Regions from separate parts of the Oryctolagus cuniculus genome. Here region 2 is linked to region 1. The links are chromatin contacts, called in public Hi-C maps. All regions are on one chromosome and are shown on one strand. Each heading gives the region's core, a stretch centred on a gene start, on an enhancer-like site or on the middle of the called end of the contact. The rest is flanking DNA. Distances are from core to core; before and after follow the strand shown. Region 1 has its middle 110 kb from the start of ARHGAP42. Region 2 holds the start of ARHGAP42 (Rho GTPase activating protein 42).

Region 1 (3,475 bases), core at 477-2,976:
TTGTTGTTACTTTCATGTTATAACCAGTAGCCCTGGAATAAACTCCATGTTCCCAAGTTGGAGACAATCAAGGTGACACAAAATGCATTTGCTTTTATTGTGTCAAGGAATTGAGATGTGGTGGAAAGGAATGTGATGATCTTCTGGGCTGACAGGATTGATGGTTGCCCGCAAAAACTTGGCTCCAAATCTCTTGACCATTTGAACCAATAAATTTTTGTGCGTCTTTCTTTGACAACTCTCTCTCTCCCTCTTCCCTCCCCCCATTGTTGCTATCACAGAATGGCAGCATATTATGGATAAACCATTTTTCTCTCTTGAATTTGGCATTCAAGAATGAAATACATTCATTTATTCTTAAAGATTCATTTATTTTTCAGAAAGGCAGAGTTACAGAGAGAGGTAGAGACAGAGCAATGTCCCATCTGCTGATTCACTCCCCAAATGACCACAATGATGGGGACTGGGCCAAGCCAAAGCCAGGATCAAGGAGCCAGAAGCTTCTTCCAGTTCTCAAGCGTGGGTGGCAAGGGCCTAAGAACTTGGGTCATCTTATGCTGCTTGTTACACTAGCAGGGGCATGGACCAGAAGTGGAGCTGCCAGGACTCCATCTAGCACACATATGGGATACCGGCACTACAGGTGGCGCTTTAACCCACTGTGCCACAGTGCTGGCCTGGAAACACATTTATTTTAGATCTGTGTACTGGTTTGGGTGTCTGTGGCATAACATTATATTCCAATCTCATTTTCTGAAATCAGTTTATTTATTTAGAGATTGGATAAGATCCCCAATCATATTTTGTTTTTATATTCTTAATCTTTTATTATTACATTTCCTCAGAGCTGGAAAGACAACCACAAAACCAAAACCAGATGGGAAAGAAAATTAAGCCCAAAGGTCAACTAAATTTTGATTACCAACAACTATTTAGATAATAGCTTATCAATCTATGATCCAATGATGATAAGTACACATTTTTGATAAGCTATACTCTTTCAGGCCAAACTTCTCTCTCTAACATCTTAGATTCTTGTATCATGACAGAAGATGAAATAATCCAGCAAATTGAGGTGGAGAGTTTATAGCTATTTTCCTCCCAGCTTTGAAATTGTTTGTTTCGGTAGATCAGTATCATGGGTCCTCCGCCTACCCAGAGTCACAAAATAGATTCCTCCTTAAGAATCTCTCAGAGAAAAAGGACACATAGGAAGATCTGACCCTCTTTTGTCCTTGGCTGAACTATCAGGCTATATTTGGGAAGAAGCAAAAACCTGGAGTGATGTTTGCCCTTCAACTGATGTGAGGATAAGAGACTGATCTTATTTTGAATGGAAGCCAAGTGAATACCTCAAAATTATGATGTCTTTTCTCTGCCTTCTTGGTGAACAGCCTGCCAGCCCTCATTTTCTTTCCTGTTAGAAACAGAGTTCTTGACACTCCTCTCTTGATCAAATCAATTTGTTTTCAGCTGATACATTCCATGTTGATCAAACAGCTTCCCTGGGAAAATAAACTACTCACAAAGAGATCATGGGTTGAGCACAAAAGAGAAACTCTGGGTTAGGAAGAAAGAAAGAGAAAGTGTTATTTAATGGTTTATTCTGCTGTTTATTTTTTTCCATGTAAATACAACTGCAGCTAAGACTATGTCCCTGTCTCCATGTATACACTAGATTTCACAGGCAGTTTTATTTTAGTCATCTACATCAAGAATTCGTTTTTGGCAAGAGTTGAGCACACCAGCTCCTGTTGCAGACAGGCTGCAGAGAAAGCAGGCCAAGCCCTTCCTTGATGTTGACAGTGATTAAACTGAAACACCAGGCAGAGGTGCTGCACAGATGCAGGTGTTCTCTGTTCCTTTGGGGCTACACGAGAGAATCATGGAATGAGAACGACCTTGTGCCATGGCCTGGGAAGGAACAAATCGGCAGTGACAGTGTCCTGGACTGCTGCTTTGGGAGGCTTGGCTTTCTCTGTGAAATAATGAGCAGGCCAAGCTTCACTCAGAAAAAGGTAAGGTAGTAACTGTCAGCTGGCACTGCTGGGGTTTATGCTATGACTTTTTATGCCTTTAAATCTTTCTTTTACCTCCACCACTCTTTAGACATTGCTTTGGTTTTCCAGATTATCCAATCTTTTCCCACAATCAGCAGTGTATTAGTGTTCTCTAGAGAAATAAAACCAAGTATACATAAGGATATATAAAAAGGGATTTATTATGGGAATAGGCTCACACAATTATGGGGGCCAAGAAATCCCACAATATGCTCTACACAAGCTGCAGAACCAGGAAAACTTGTGCTATAATTCAGCCTGAATCCAAAGACCTAAGAACCAGGAGTAATGTGTGGAGGGGTCACTGGTTTAAATCTTGGAGTCTATGGGCCAAGAACCAGAAGCTCTGATATCTTAGGGCAGGCAATAGATGCCCCAGCTTCCGAAGAAAGAGAATTCAGCCTTTCTCCACATCGTTGTTCTATCTGGACCTTCAAATCTTTGGCTGATGTCCATCCCATTAGTGAGGGTGATCTTCCTTACTCAGTCTACCACTGTCTCCAAGATTCATCCTCCCAGACACACCCATAAATAGCATTTAATTGACTCTATGGGCATCCCTTAGTTCAATTAAGTAGAAATATAAAATGACTCATCAGAAACAGGGTCCAGATTTAGAAATTTAGGATTTTTTTCTTTATTCAAAGAATGCTTCTTCCTTAGTCTTTCTAGTTGGTTAAAATAGAAGGGAAAATAACTTCTACACTGCAATATATAATCACTCGGCCAGCACCGTGGTTCACTAGGCTAATTCTCAGCCTGCGGGGCCGGAACCCCTGATTCTAGTCCCAGTCGGGGTGCCAGATTCTGCCCCGGTTGCTCCTCTTCCAGTCCAGCTCTCTGCTGTGGCCCGGGAAGGCAGTGGAGGATGGCCCAAGTCCTTGGGCCCTGCACTTGCATGGAAGACCAGGAGGAAGCACTGGCTCCTGGCTTTGGATCGGCACAGTGCGCCTGCCACATTACTATATATACAATATATAATATATATATATATATATATATATAATCACTCTACCTTTATTCTGACAGCCCTCACCTCATTCCACCATGCAACTCCCAAACACTGCCCAAGACTCCTACTTCTTCCCTACACTTCCTTTATTCAAACAACATGTCTTTCAGGTACAGATCACCAAGCATGCTTGAACGGCTTCTCTACATCCAGCACGAGGCATGGCAGGGAGGCAGAGATGGTAATAAAGGCAGTCCTGGCATTTTGGCATTCTCTGCTGAACGTCTGTTTCTAGGAAAACTGGATTGAAGATCTAAAGATGGAATTCGATGGGGACAGATTGCATGAATTTATAAGTGTGTGTGTGTGTGTGTGTGTGTGTGTGTCTAAGGGTGGGGAGAAAGAGAGAAGCATTCTACAGGGGGTGATGAGGGCCAACATCTTTCACGTTGTATAGGAAAAG
Region 2 (3,259 bases), core at 40-2,539, 110 kb after region 1:
GTCTTGACAGTTCTTGAACTTAATTGGGAAAAATGTAAAGCAATTTAAGGGAATTTTTCCTATGATATGTACTTTTTTTTTAACAGATGGTTCAAATGGACAAAGCAGTGAAAATACAGAAATTAAAAGCAGATCCTTAAGAAAAATAACTGCGTTCTCAGAAATCCTGCAAGTGAGGGCAGGATGAGACGTAAACCAGCAGTTTCTTTTGCTGTCAAGATTTCAAAAGAACAGAAAATTTACGAGGTGAATGTCTACCAAAGAACGGGTAACTGTCTCTCCGCGGGAATTAACCATTCAGTTGAAACTCCTGCCCATTTCAACAATTTGAAGATCTCCATGCTTGTAGGTCAATTCTATCCAGGGGCCAGTACGATCTACTGCGGCGCCAATAGGTATTCTTCTAGAATTAGGAGCACCAAAATCCAAGTGCTTTCTTCCAGAGTGAGGTTCACTTAAAATTTCCCACCTTCTCGCAAAATGGGGGGAGGGAAGACAACAAAAAGCAAAAAACTCAAGACTCCTAAGGCTGGACCCACTAAAGAGAGAAGGGTGCGAAAGAGGAGAACTTTTCAACCTGGAGTTTCTGTGCGTTTACCGGCGACGCGTGAAGTAAAAGCTAAACCCACGCTAGAAAGTCGTTCCCTCCCGTGCAAGCTAACGAATACGCGACCTTCAGGGAAAGCTACCCTTAGTTCCTCTGCCAGACGATTCTAGGGAGTGGGTGGCGGGAGGGACGGCAGGGAAGCTCTGAGGGTAGCTGGAGAGCCTTTTGGGGAGCGGAGGACGCTCGGTCGCCAGGGCCAGCTGGAGCCCGGCGGCCCAGGTGGGTCGGGGTGGACCGCGCGGGCGCAGGCAGCCTGGGAGCGCCGCGCGCGCGGCGGGGCGGGGGCCCGAGGGTCCCGGGGCGAGGGGGCGGGGTGGGAGCGCCGCGGCGGCGGCGGCCGAGAGGAGGGTCCGCGAGCCCGACCCGAGTGCACGCCGTTTGAGCCTGCGTCCGCCGAGGGGGCGGGTTTCCCCGACGCGGCCGGAGTTGCCGCTGGGCGCTTCAGGCTCACAGCGCCTACGACTGTCAGGCGAACGGCGGAGCGGAGCTGCCGGAAGTGTCGGCGCGCCGGGAGAGAAACTTTCCTGCTCCGGCGCCGCCCGGAGCCTGGCCGCCCCGGGGCTCGCTGCGACGATGCGCCCAGATGACAACGACCTGAGGGGACCCGCACCTCGGCCCGCCGCCCGCGCCTGCGCTCGCCTCGCCTCGGGGGAGGAAGACTGAGCCCCGCGCAGGCGGCGCGGCGCGCGGGGCCCGTTTCCTCTGCGCGGTCCCCCAGCGTCCCCGGCGATCCCGCGTGCCCGCAGCGCCCGCCGCGCTCGCAGCTTCTCCCGCCCTGACCGCCGCCCGGGGACGTGCCCCCGGCCGCCTCCGGCAGTGCCTGTGCCATGGGGCTGCCCACTCTGGAGTTCAGCGATTCCTACTTGGACAGCCCGGATTTCAGGGAGCGCCTGCAGTGTCACGAGATTGAGCTGGAGCGAACCAACAAGTTCATCAAAGAGCTCATTAAGGACGGCTCTCTGCTCATTGGGGCGCTGAGGAGTAAGTGGGGCTGGCGGGGCAGAGTGGAGAGGGCGTCGGGGTCCAGAGGGTCCCCGCGGGGTGCGAGTCCTAGGGCTGGGACGGCGGAGACGGAGCTTCTTTTGTTTGAATGGGTTTGGGGACAAAGCTGAAGAGCTCCCCTGCTGGTGGCCGGCAAAGTTTGTTCTTAGGTGTTCTTTACTTATTTACTCCCAGGACTACAGAGAAGGGAAAGTTCTCCGCCGGCCACCCTGTATAGCCAGAGGAAAGTCATTCAAGGTCATCTTTTTGAGTAACGCCCCTGCAAAGATGTGGGGGGACTTTTAGTCTTTTTTTTTTTTTTAATATTTTGTTCCTAATTTGAACTCCTTAAAAAAATGCCTTAAAGAGGTGGGGAGGTGGGGCGTGGGCGGTGTCGAAAAGTTTGTTTTAAGAATAAAATTGAACTTATTTAGTGATATTCAAAGAAAATTGTTAATTTCTTACGTTCATCAGTGACGACGCATCGGGCACGGTCTTTGAGTTGGCTTTTTTTTCCTTTAACACACATCTGCAGTTTTGCTATTGAGCAAGACTGGTGGAAGACAGCAAAGCACTAGCCGGTTTTAACTCTTTGCAAGGTTCTGTGCATCTTGATTTCTGGTTTGCATTGCGTGCGGCGTTGGTCCAGAGGACCGGGATCAGAGGTCAGGGGTTAAAGGCTGGAGAGAACTTCCGGTGATCTGTAGCGTGTGAATACCCTGGGGTAGTGTTTACTACGATTGTGGAAAATGTGGTTGATCCTCAGTTCTCTCCACTCTGTGTCTACACAAATGAGAAGTCACCTCCCAAATTTTGCAGATTTCAGGACATGCCTCCTGGCATCTTATGCGGTTCTTCTGCCTCTTCAGCCACACACCTCCTGCCTGGATTGTCTTTCATTCCTCTGGCTTTTCACTTTCAATTACTAAGCGTACATGAGCCTTGGCGTTTCTTATGTGGAGTCAATTCAGTCATGAGGCTTGGCTTGTCACCTTTCCCAGGGTGCTGTTTTCTTCTGAAGAGAAGCTCCTGAATGCTTTCCCTGCCGAGACAGGTGCCCTGGATCGCCAGCCTCTGATGACTGGTTGCAGGAAGTATTCTCACAAGGTAGAGAAATCTGTGGGTGATCTTGCAGTCCTCGGGACATGCATAGGAGTAGCGTCATTGTATATGCCAAGTGGAAGGCCAGTGACAACACGAAGGGGATGTGTGAGGACCTGAAACCAAGACCACAGTAGCATCTGTGCTGGACTGTGAAGCTTTCTTACAAATAGTAAGGATCCAGCTTAGCAGGATGTCTTGAAGTGAGTGTGCTTTGAAATTGTCTTATATTTTAGCCATCCCAAGTGCTAAAACATTTACCACTTGTGTTACTTACTCTGGGTTGGAGAAATACTTGCTTTTTTTTTTTTGTCAGTATTCACTTAATTTCTGAATGTGAGGCCTCAATTGATAGTAGCGTTTACTCTGATTATGAAAAATATGGTGGATCTTCAGCTCTTTCCGCTCTGTGTATTTCCAAGTTTGAGCTAATGTTCCACGTTTGGCAGATTCCGGTTGGGATTTCAGGACACACCTTTTGGCATCTTCAGGGATTCTTGAGCCTCCCTTGCCACACACCTCCTGCCTGGATTTTCTTCCCTCCATCTTTTATCCTCCATGTCTTCACCT

The links. Hi-C and Micro-C count contacts between places; a contact is called where the count stands out from the background.
Region 2: a Hi-C map of embryonic fibroblasts shows a contact between it and region 1, with 3 times the contacts expected there. The contact joins the promoter of ARHGAP42 here to the enhancer-like site in region 1. A contact is called at or near these places in 4 of 6 Hi-C or Micro-C datasets (ear pinna, embryonic fibroblasts, liver and 1 more).

Annotation. Positions count from the first base shown.
Region 1 is chr1:92,125,210-92,128,684 of mOryCun1.1, forward strand. No RefSeq gene overlaps it. Among named protein-coding and RNA genes, the nearest start is that of ARHGAP42, 110 kb to the right of the region's middle. Within about 2 kb of position 1,727, at least 2 of the 8 cell types and tissues checked have an H3K27ac peak or open chromatin away from gene starts, as enhancers often do.
Region 2 is chr1:92,232,097-92,235,355 of mOryCun1.1, forward strand. It overlaps ARHGAP42 (Rho GTPase activating protein 42), which reads left to right and starts at 1,290. Exons shown (of 23, transcript XM_051820336.2): 1 at 1,290-1,588. The coding sequence starts at 1,435.